Regions from separate parts of the Anas platyrhynchos genome. Here region 2 is linked to region 1. A link is a contact called in public Hi-C data. All regions are on one chromosome and are shown on one strand. Each heading gives the region's core, a stretch centred on a gene start, on an enhancer-like site or on the middle of the called end of the contact. The rest is flanking DNA. Distances are from core to core; before and after follow the strand shown.

Evidence for each region. A called contact is a pair of places that touch in the nucleus more often than the background predicts.
Region 2: a contact with region 1 is called in a Hi-C map of skeletal muscle, with 2.6 times the contacts expected there. The contact joins the enhancer-like site here to the promoter of BOD1 in region 1. A contact is called at or near these places in 5 of 8 Hi-C or Micro-C datasets (F1 follicle, F5 follicle, liver and 2 more).

The regions. Positions count from the first base shown.
Region 1 is chr14:10,637,952-10,643,143 of IASCAAS_PekinDuck_T2T, forward strand. BOD1 (biorientation of chromosomes in cell division 1) reads left to right here and starts at 3,149. Exons shown (of 3, transcript XM_027468524.3): 1 at 3,149-3,414; 2 at 4,157-4,281. The coding sequence starts at 3,181.
Region 2 is chr14:10,764,058-10,769,530 of IASCAAS_PekinDuck_T2T, forward strand. No RefSeq gene overlaps it. Among named protein-coding and RNA genes, the nearest start is that of NKX2-5, 18 kb to the right of the region's middle. Within about 2 kb of position 4,019, at least 1 of the 8 cell types and tissues checked has an H3K27ac peak or open chromatin away from gene starts, as enhancers often do.

The DNA.
Region 1 (5,192 bases), core at 1,899-4,398:
TGAGCTAGGCTGGGATAACAAAATTTGATGAGCACCTTCAGCCCGAAATGATTTTTGATAGCATGGCAAGATTCCTATGGGGCTATTCCTACAGTTATTAGAAGGGAAATCTTTATCTATAAAGTGGTTGGATTTACAGGGGCAGAATTCCATGCAGAGCAGGGACTGCCTGCATAGCTGCTCGGGTCTGTCTGATCTCCCTTTGGGGTTAACACAGACTTTCTTTTGCTATCTCCTTACGCTACAGCACACAGGCATTGGAAAATCATGGTCCCAGTTCAATGCTCTAGTTTTTCAAGAGAACCAGAACGGATGCTAAAACTCTCCAAGTTTTCAGCTGAAGCAGAGAGAGTTCAGTAATTCTGTCACTAGCAGCCCAAATGTGCGTACCAAGCTTCACCCCCCAGCCCTGCAGCAGGGCTCTGCAGCTCCACCTTTCTCTGATCATTGGTATGGCCAAAGCTGGTAGAAGCTAGACTCAGTAACCGGCTTCTAGTTTTGTGGCTGGAGGTTGTCAGAAGGAAGAGAAAGCTTCCTACTGTGTCTCCTCCGTCCAGTCCGCATCGTTTAACACTGACACAGGAGCTGGAAAACCTCAGAGAGGAAAGTGAGCCTTCCCCTTTGCCAGCCACACTGATTGCCCCCACCCCAAATCCTCATGGGCAGGGGCTTGTGCTTCAAATCATGCGATAGGAAAAAGCTACACGCATCGTCTAAGGAAGAAATGTTGTCAATCATGCAAAGCCATCGGTGCAGTATAAAACAGGGCTTACAACGTTCACCACAAACATTCATGTCCATGACTTTTTGTAGGCAGCTGGAGCTGAGGGGAACTTTTTCCCCGTGCTATCAGAAATTCCAAGAAAACAGGAGCTGGTTTGCCGCTCCTGTGACAGCAACAGGGGGTGGGTGGAGAGTGGGGGCTGTGAACGGAGGAAACCTGAAGGGAGGCGGTGGTGGCACCCAGTGACAAAAAGAGCTGAGCTTCTGTGATTGAAAGCGTGACTCTGGACGGGTGGGACTTTACCAATTTAAACTATGATCAAGCATTTTTATCTCCCCTGGTCAAGCAATGGAATGGGCTTCGGGAGGCTTGTAACATATGGAAATAGACTAAATGTCATTGCTTTGATTTTCATCAAATAGCTTTCTAAACATTTTTTTTTTCTGGTTATTTCTCCTGAAATAAACTTCCTCCCTCAGGCTTACAGCTTTGCTGTGAACACCCTACACACATATTCCGACCCAAGAACTGGGTCTTCAAAACCAGCAGAAAACAGGTAAGATTTCACCCTTCCCGAGTCTCCTACTGACCTGAACTGTGCACACCGCCTGGATCTTTCCTTGAGGGCAGGGATACAGGAGAGGAAAAGTTCACAGACCTGACAAATTTTGCGCTAGGTTTGACGCACGGCCAGGTCCAGAATTCTCCCCCCCTGGGGGCTGGCCTGCTTTATCTCACACACTGGGATTTAACAGGCTATGATGATGAGCAAAAATACCCTACAGATGAGGTGAAATGCTGGGCTTTTCTTTGCTACAGATCCCCAAACACTGCTTAAGCGAGGTCACACAGCCAGCCAACCTGTAAAAAACACGACGAATCCTCAAAATATGACGAAACCTACCTACCAGGTTTCCCCTTTCTGCACACCCCAAGCCCCCCCTGTCCGTGCTGTGCTGAAGAAGGAAGCGCTGCCGGGCAAGTGCCACGGCTGGGACGGGTGACAGGTGACAGTGTCTTAGAGTCATTTGTTAATTGGGAGGGTCATCGGCTTGCGGGAGCCCCCAAGGCATGAACCCCGGGCTGGATGTCTCCCGGCGATGGGTGCGGGCATGGGGAGGCAGCCTCGGGCTGCTGCTGCTGCCTAGCCCCGGCTGGGTGCGGAGGGGACAGGAGGGGACAGGAGGGGACAGAGGAGGGGACGGGACGGGGCAGGGGACGAGCTGGGGCTGAGCAAAGGACGGGACGGGGCAGAGGAGGGGACGGGGTGCCCTCTGCCGGGGCAGCCGCCTGCAGCCGCGCCCGAGAAGCAACGTGTGGGACTGAGGAGGCTGACAGCAGATCCTGGTCTCAAAATTAATGAATAAATAATTTAAAAAAAAAAAAAAAAAAAAAAAAAGTGTGCTGGTGGAAGAAGCCTCTGGAGTGTTACACGGAGACCCCGAGCCCTCCATTTGCTCCTTGCCTGGGCAGAGTTAAACTAAAGAGAAATCTGGGACAGCGCCCGTGCCTCTTCACGGGACACAGCATTTGCACAGGATGCTTTTGTCAGAGCATAGCTCAGGCTCTGTAAAACACCACCAGGTTTTTTCCTCTCTTCTCTCCTCAGAGGTGCCAGATGGAAGGGGACAGCTTATGCTGCTTGTCAGGGCTCCTGAATTTTAATCAGGCAGAGGAGGACAGCGCACAGAGTGCTGCCTTCATACTTGTTCAGCAGGGTACAGAGGGCACCCATGCGGGGTGTGTTTGCATTACTGCTCTCGTGCAGGGTCTCCCTGCGGCTGCCACCTCCTGCTGCATTAAATCCTTCCCTGCACCATGACTGGGAAAGGAACAAAACCGATGCGTGGGGTTTGTACCCAGATATCGCACAGTCAGAGCAGTGTCTAAGAGCGCGTCTGAGGCCACACAAGAGGAAAAGCGCCTGGAACATGGGTTGGTTGGCCCTAAGAGGACTGGGTTTGGGGCCGCCCTTCCTTTTGTTGGTGATGCAATGAACACAATCCCAGGAAAACCATTTTTAATGGGTTCACACCAGTGCCTTCCTCACAACCCCACTGAAAACCCCTCCCAAATCATGAAGGAGTGGACACCCCCGGGGGTCTCAGGGCATGGACAGGACGGGACCGCTACTCCCCACGTCTACATTTGGGGGGGGGGGCACAGCACCGCCCCGGGGCTGCCACAGCCCCCCGAGGGCCTGGCAGGGCCCACCTCAGCGCCCCCCCCAGCGAACTACAACTCCCAAGCTGCACCGCGACAGCCCCGCTCCCCTCCCCTGTCCCTCCGCGATGCACCCTGGGAGTCGTAGTTCCCCTGAACTTACAGGCCTCGCCGCCTATAAGGGCGCCTCAAGGGGAAGGACTCGCCTCCCCGAGATGCAACGCGCCGGGGCGACGCAAAACGCCGCGCGCCGCCGGCGCCGGCCTGAGGCGAGCGGGTGGCGGCCGCCGGCCATGTCGGAGAGCGGCGGCGGCGGCGGGGCCGCGCCGGGCGGGGCGGGCGGAGGGGCGGCGGGAGGGGGGGGGGCAGCGGGAGGCTCGGCCTCCGCCTCAGGGCCCGGAGCCACCGACCCGGCCTCGCTGCCGCCCGGGGACGCGCAGCTCATCGCCATCATCGTGGAGCAGCTGAAGAGCCGCGGCCTCTTCGATGGCTTCCGCAGGGACTGCCTGGCCGACGTGGATACCAAGGTGCGAGGGGGCCTCTCCCCGGGCCTTTGGCTCGGTCTCGAGTTCCTCAGGGGCCGGTTTCAGCGCCAGGCCCGTGCTCAGCCCGCAGCCGGCTCCTGAAGCTGCCCCGGGGGGGCTGCCCAGGCGGAGGGACCCGGCCCTCGGTGTGGCTGCCCCTCTGTTACCGACCCTTTCGTGCATCACCCCGCATTCACACCACATTTGATCTCAAAGTGCTGCCACACACTCCTTGCACAGGACCGTAACCTCAGTGGCCATATGTTCTTGTACGTTTTTTTATTTCCAGTAAACGGGAATTAATCTAAGTTTCCACCTACAAAACCCTTCCAATTTTTAGCTTTGATGTTGGTGTCACAGAAGCAAATCACTTTGGTGATAGCAACACTCGCTAATTACTGGGTTTCCTAGGAATTCCGTGATAGACGGTTTCCAGACAAGAACAATCCTGTATGAACAACTCCTGTCTATGCAGATGGTTTGTATTTCACTAAGTAAAGTTAGGAGCAGACAACAATTTTTAAGCAAATCAGTTATTTCTGTTATTGTAACAGCATGCTGACAGGCTGCTCGGTGCAGTTACCAGTTGTGTTGTTAAGTAAAACAAGCTTACCTTTGTTCAGAAAGTCTGAATACAGACAACGAAACAGGAATGTACACAACAAAAGAAGTACTATGCAGGGTTCTGGCAGCGGGTTGGGGATCTTTTAGCACTTTAACTGGATTTTCTTTTGTTGTTGTTTAGCCAGCCTATCAAAACTTGAGGCAGAAGGTGGACAACTTTGTATCGACCCACCTGGACAAACAGGAATGGAATCCAACAATGAACAAAAACCAGTTACGAAATGGGCTCAGACAGAGTGTGATTCAGTAAGTAAGCACCGGTCTGCAAACCAGTGGTAACGTGATTTGATAAGTAACGTATAACCATCTCGCTACCTGAGTCAAATAAGAATTTGCAGCATTAAGTTTCTCACAGCACCTTCTGTTGCGGTCTCTTGAGTTTTACTGTAGTAGTGGATGCAGTCTTAACTCTCATGGAAAGGCTTATGTTGCTGCTTTACCTGCAATTTGTAGTTTTCATGAGTTGAGGAGCATGGTGAGGTACTCACATTTGCTAGCTAGCCAAGTTATTGCTGCAAAAACCCAGTACTGCCCACTTAGCAAAACTGTACCTGATATGCTGAGTTGAATAACCTTGATCTTCCTTTTCTGAAAGGAGGAGAGCCCGTGGCACTTAAAGAAAAACCTAAAGATTCCAAAGCTTGTTTAAGTAGGCTCCAACCACTAGCAGGCAGTAATGAAACGCGGCTAGCCCGATTTCACGCAGCAGAGCGTAGCTTTTTAACAGCTATTTAAGATGTACTTCCAGCACAGCAGGAAAGCCAGATTACCTTCACTGCTTAGAGATCTAGGTTTAGCACCTCCTGCTGCTAACTCATCATTGCCTGAAGTAGGAGCCTTAACTGGTTTGACTAAAAGTCACTGATATAAGCAGTGTTGTGGGGAGGGGGCAGTAGTGAACTTGAGAATGGCATTTATTCTTCCAAGAAGAGTTACTAGAATGTCTTGCACGCAGAAGCAGTATTTCACTTGATGGAAACTGCAGATCATTAGTACCTAATGCTAGTTTCAGTTTTTAATCTGTAATTACAGAAGAGGGTATCCACTGAAAGTACAGAACTTTATACCTTTACTTAAAGTCCTTGAGACATGCCTATCACTTCACACATCCTCTTATTTCATGATAATCAGCCACGAGGGAAATGGCAATAGAAGAA
Region 2 (5,473 bases), core at 2,769-5,268, 130 kb after region 1:
GGAAAATGGCAAAAAGGGACTTGGAGTCCAACCAGATCAGGGGGAAAGGAGAAGGAAAGACTTGGAAATCTCCATTCTGACTCCTAGGGCCATGCTGATTGCCCCTGAGCACTGGCTGTAAATGGAGCAAATCAGGGGCAAAAACAGAGAGGGAAAGCACTAACAACAATCTCTGCTTTGTCCTGAAGGGCATTTTATGAAGTGGTCAGCGGGCCACCAGTTCTCTGCCAGTGCAGGTTTTCTCATCCAGCTATGGCCCAGAGTTTAATTAGTTTAATTTCAGCATCTCTTCACCTCTCTACAGGCAGCCCAGCAGATCCCGAACAACAGCAACTGTGCCCGTAAGTCACGTACAAGCAAGAGAGAAGGAAGACACAAAGAGTTGCAGAAAGGCTGTCTCCATCTCAGCTAAATGCAGCCCTGCTGCTGATCTTATTCTTCCATTCAGATGCTTTCAAAGGCCAGAGATGGAAGAAATCGGGGTTTATTCTTGCTACAGAGCTGTGTTTATAAGGCCAACAGAAAGAAAGGTACCAGAAGCAGGGAAATGCAAAGCTGGGACTACAATTTTTTTTATCAGGGTGGACTTGCCACCAAAACAAAGACCAGGAAGGACAACCACGCTGTCTCCGGACTCAAGAAGCAGTTGCCAAAATTCATCCACGGTGGAAAAAAAAAAAAAAAAAAAAGCCATGGCAGCATTTGCCAATATCTTCACGTTGCTAGTCAGGAACTGCGCAAGCAGCCAGCAGAAGGGTGGGTGGATCGGCCCAGTGCTTAACAAGCCCAGCTGGCTCTGGCTTGCGCCCTTCTCCAGAGTTTCCAAAGACAGGGCAACAACTTACCATAAAGAGGCCCTGGGGCACTGACGCGTTATTTTATTTCTGGCTTTGAACTTCAGAAACACGCAGGATCCACGGACGTGTGCTGCTGCTCACATCAGGTAAATGGAGCCGGGTCTCTGCCTGAGCCGTGCGCCCTTTGGAAAGCTGCGGTGCCTGCTTTCCATCTGACAGCAGCACAGCTGAACAAGAGAGATGCAAAACTAATCATATGGAGAAGGGAGCCAAAAAGGGATTCCAGCAACATGAAAACCAGAGGGAAATGCCAGAGTCATGCTATCTGCGATCGCTATCTGTGACCCTTCATTTTCCAAGAAGTAGCAATGATAAGGCAGCTCTGTCCAGGTGAAAGATATCAGCAGGGCTAATTGTAGCCGAGCAGACGGATTCTCATGGCAGTGCTGTTATCTCCCTGGATTCCAGCCCCCAGCGGCTGCTGTCACTGCTCATAATATCCAGCAGCAAGAGAGAGGGAGAAAGGAAGAGAAAGGGGGAGAAAGGAAAAGAGAAAATTGAAGAAAGCAGCAGAGAGGGAAATAAGAAACAAAAGAGGAAGAGTCAAAATGGACAAATAATAAAAGGGAAGGAACAGCAAAGATTTGGAAAGAAGCCAAGACAAATGGGAACCCTGAGTCACGCCACAATTTCCTTTTCAAGGAGTATCAAGGGAATGGAGCTGATGGCAGAAATACAGGAGAAAACCTGCCTCTGGTCACTTCCCAGCAGAATCACTGTGGGTGGATGGCAGGAGGCAAACTCCACTGCCTTGTGTCCTGAGGAGGGACGTCTCCTGCGGGGACAGGCTGGGCAGAGGGGGAAGGCACCAAGAGTAAAGAAATCCCTAAAAGTAAAGCCATCACACCTCTGCTCCTCTGCTGGGCACTCACTGCCCAGATGGGTGAAGATGGACGAATAAATAAATAAATAAATAGTCAAGGGAGGGAGTGCTACTAATGAGCTGCTAATGAGGCTATGCCTGCACACATGGTATAGCACAGGAAGGAGGCAGCTCTGGTCCCTGAAAACCCTGCCCGAGAGCCAAGGGATGGCATTGTCCAGTTGGAAGGGAGGAGAAAGCCAAACCACTGATAACTCTACATCCACTGCCACCATATTCCCTGCTATTCCTGTATCCATCCATCCATTTTCTGTTCCCCCCAACTTGTACAGTCCTCTACTCAATTTCCAGGTGTCGGGCAGCACCAGCTTGACACGGGCATGAATTCTGTGCTCTGCACACAGCCGGAGCTCGCTGTGCACGTGGACGTCGAGTTGGACCTGTTGGACCTGCTGCTTTTGGCAGGTGGGTCTGGGCCACATGGTTATTACCTTGTATTACTCCTCTGATCCAGGTAAATACCTGGTGTGAGGGAGCACATGGACCAAGGAGGTGACTCTCAAAATAGCCACAGCCAAGGATGAAAGGAGCAGGGAGAAGTGACTTGCTGCAGATCACGCAGCAGAACAAGAGCAACATCTAATGTGAGCTGGAAGGCATTTGTTGGCAAAATGCAGGTGTCAGGAGCCAGCTGAGTTGTGGGGGTTATCCAGGATAGCCATTCGGGGCTGGCAGGTGGGACACGGGACCTCCTGGAGGTTGGTGGACTTCTGGAGCAGCAGCTGAAGGCCAAGCAGCACACCTAGGTGTGCAGAATGGATCACAGCCTTCTTCTAAGAGAGCATCCCCAGAGCATCCCCACAAAAGGATTCAGGAGCCTGTGCTGGGGAACCAACTCCAGCCAAGATTTGGAAGCAGAGTCATGGGGGCTCTGAGGAACACGACCAAACCCCTCACAGCTACTGCTAGGACATTTAGGAATAAATGGCATGAGGATGAGAACAGAAAATAAGACATTATACCCAGTCAAGGCCATCACCATTAACAAAACCAGTGTCAGCATAAAAACAACCTGCTGGGGTATATATGGGCAGCTAAAGGGTGCTCTCAGTGTCAATAAACATTGACTTATCATTATTTCACCTACACACATTTTAAATGATATTAGAAGTGGAATCAACCCTATCCCATAATCTGTTGAAATCCTTTGTGCTGTATAGAAAAGTTGCACAACCCATACATGATGACAGCATCTTACAGAACAGTCAAACTGCTGAAATGGTGGAAGCCACAGACCACGAGTAAAACAGGTCAAAAAGCTCAATAAGCTTGTAATGAAAATAACTTTTACTGCAAGTACCAAAAAAAAAAATCTTTAATTCTGATTTATTCAATTAGTTTGATTCAGGTACTGTATCATCCAGGTGTTAATTAATGGCTTAGAAAGCAGGAAAGTTTAATTTTTCTCCTCTAGCCGTGAATAAAAATTTCAGAATGCATTCTGCTAGCACTAAAATCTTGAAAACCAATCAGCAAAAATACCTAAGTTAGCTCACCACTTAGAAACAACCTCTAATACATCAGTTTTACATGCAGAATGGGCTTTTTTACACTTACTTTGTTTTTCATGTATATTTGATAGAGAGTTTCATTTAGGTAGTAATTCCTTAATTCCTTCTTGTGATTTCTTTTCTGAATTTCCATGTCTACCCAAAGTTTAAAGATAACCTACTAATGAAAATGAACTTTTAAAAAATAATAATAAAATAGCAAATGTTCCATGCACCATTTTCTTGCACAATAAAGTCTCCTACAGAGAATCCAAATAAACACATGGTAAGTTGTATAACTCTGTAAGTAAATGGGTACAGGTATGGTAAAAACAAGAACAAATGAAGTGCAAGGGCTGTATTTAGGGCTCTGACCTACATCCTCTGGTCAACCACAGTTGACCAGTTTAAGACACCCAAAGGATTTTGCTGTGGCTTGCTTATGGTCACCACTCCTGGAGCAAAACCGGCCTCATGGGATGCACACCTCCATCACAGGAGCTCTGAAGAAGAGTTTATTACAACAGCCTAAGTCATCAGCAAAGGTCAGTTTGCCCCCAAAAAACACACACTGTAAGGCTGGAGAAGTGGAATGATGGGGATATGCCTTGATCTGACTGAGGGTTGGACATATCCCACAAGAACACAAGTCGGAGAGCTGGGGGCAGTGATATCTTAAACTGCTGCCACTGCATTCACCAGGGCGCACTAACCAGAAAGTCTGGCTGCAGACTGTCCCAGCGTGAAGCAGGATTTCTTCAAGGAAATAACCAAAGCTTACATCAGTGCAGAGCAGGGCTGGATTCACATGAACATTGTGACTTAAAGCCTGACAAATGCAGCCAGTTTAATCACTCAGGGACATACCAACCCACCAGGCTCAGGCCAAAGCTGTCCCGTCCCTGTGCATGACGCAGGCAAAGGCAGAGGGGGAATTTCCACCCGCATTGCCCTGACACCCCGTATCTGTGGCACAGACGGATGGAGGGATCACCAGCAATGGGTTGCTTGTCCCTGGGCAGGAGGAATTGGTGCAGGCGAGATGCAGCCCCCAGCCTGCTCCAGCATCTTCCTGCACCTCCTGGTCCCCCCCCTGCTGCCAGCAGCCCCTGCAGCCGCTGAGAGCCCCGCACACGCTTTGCAGGGCAGGCAGGCCCTGTCCTCCAGCAGCAACACCTCCTGCACGCTGCCTCCGAGCGGCTCTGGCACGGGCGCATTTCCCTGTTCTGCAGCACCATCTTGCAGCAGGAGGGAGGAAAGCACCTCCTGCACAGCAGCACGGAGAGGTGGAGAGGGAGGGCACGGCAGTCTGGATTGCAGCTGCAGGAGCAAAACAGGCAGGGCAATAGCTGAAAGGCTGCTTAGGGATGGAGAGTCGTGGCCTTTAGCATCCCCCACAAAATCCAGCGCCAGCACTGGGGTTTGAATGACCTGGGAAAGAGTTTGCAGGATTCGGTGTTTTACTGATATATTCTTCCTCCCTTATAGCACTTTTCTGCCTGTCTCTTGCGCTGGTGGCTGCTTTTCATCCTGCTAGAATGGGATAGCTGTTAATTCTGTGCCTTACAATATGTTGTTCCCCAGTGCCAGATCTGCCACCCTCTCTCACACAAATTTTGAGCATCTGGAAGAGCAAAGGATGTGACTGAAGCCATAGCAGCAACCACAGAATGACCCTGCACACTCTCGCCTCCCTCTGTTTGGGTGATACCAGGCATGCCAGGATGAAGAGAAAGGACACTGAGCATGTGGAGGTGTTCACTGCACGTTTCAGTGTGTTTGATGGCTCTTAATTAGGTCTCATCACTTTTTCTAGAGGACAACTCAGCTTTCTCATGTCAGTACCCAGATTTCCCAGATAAAGGAACAGCAGAGAAGTTACCCATACTTGAAATAGGAAAAATATTAATTTAGAACCATGAGAAAAAAAATGGTTAATTGGCTCTGAAGTGTGAAAACTTGATATTAACTTTAACTAAGTTTTAAGTGATTATTTCCAGAGCCTTTCTAAGAAAATAAATTAAATTTTGAGAAGGCGATTTTCAGGAAAGCTACACTCGGACTATTCGTGTTGTTAATTCTGAGGCAGGTTGAATTTTTTTAATGAGAAAAATGATCCAAAAGGATCAAAATTAGCTACAACCAAGATATGATTTTTTATTTTTTCATAAAAACTTAGTTCTGTGAAAGAAAACCCCTCAGATTACAATGACAGGAGGGCTGAGAACAACCTGCATTGGCTC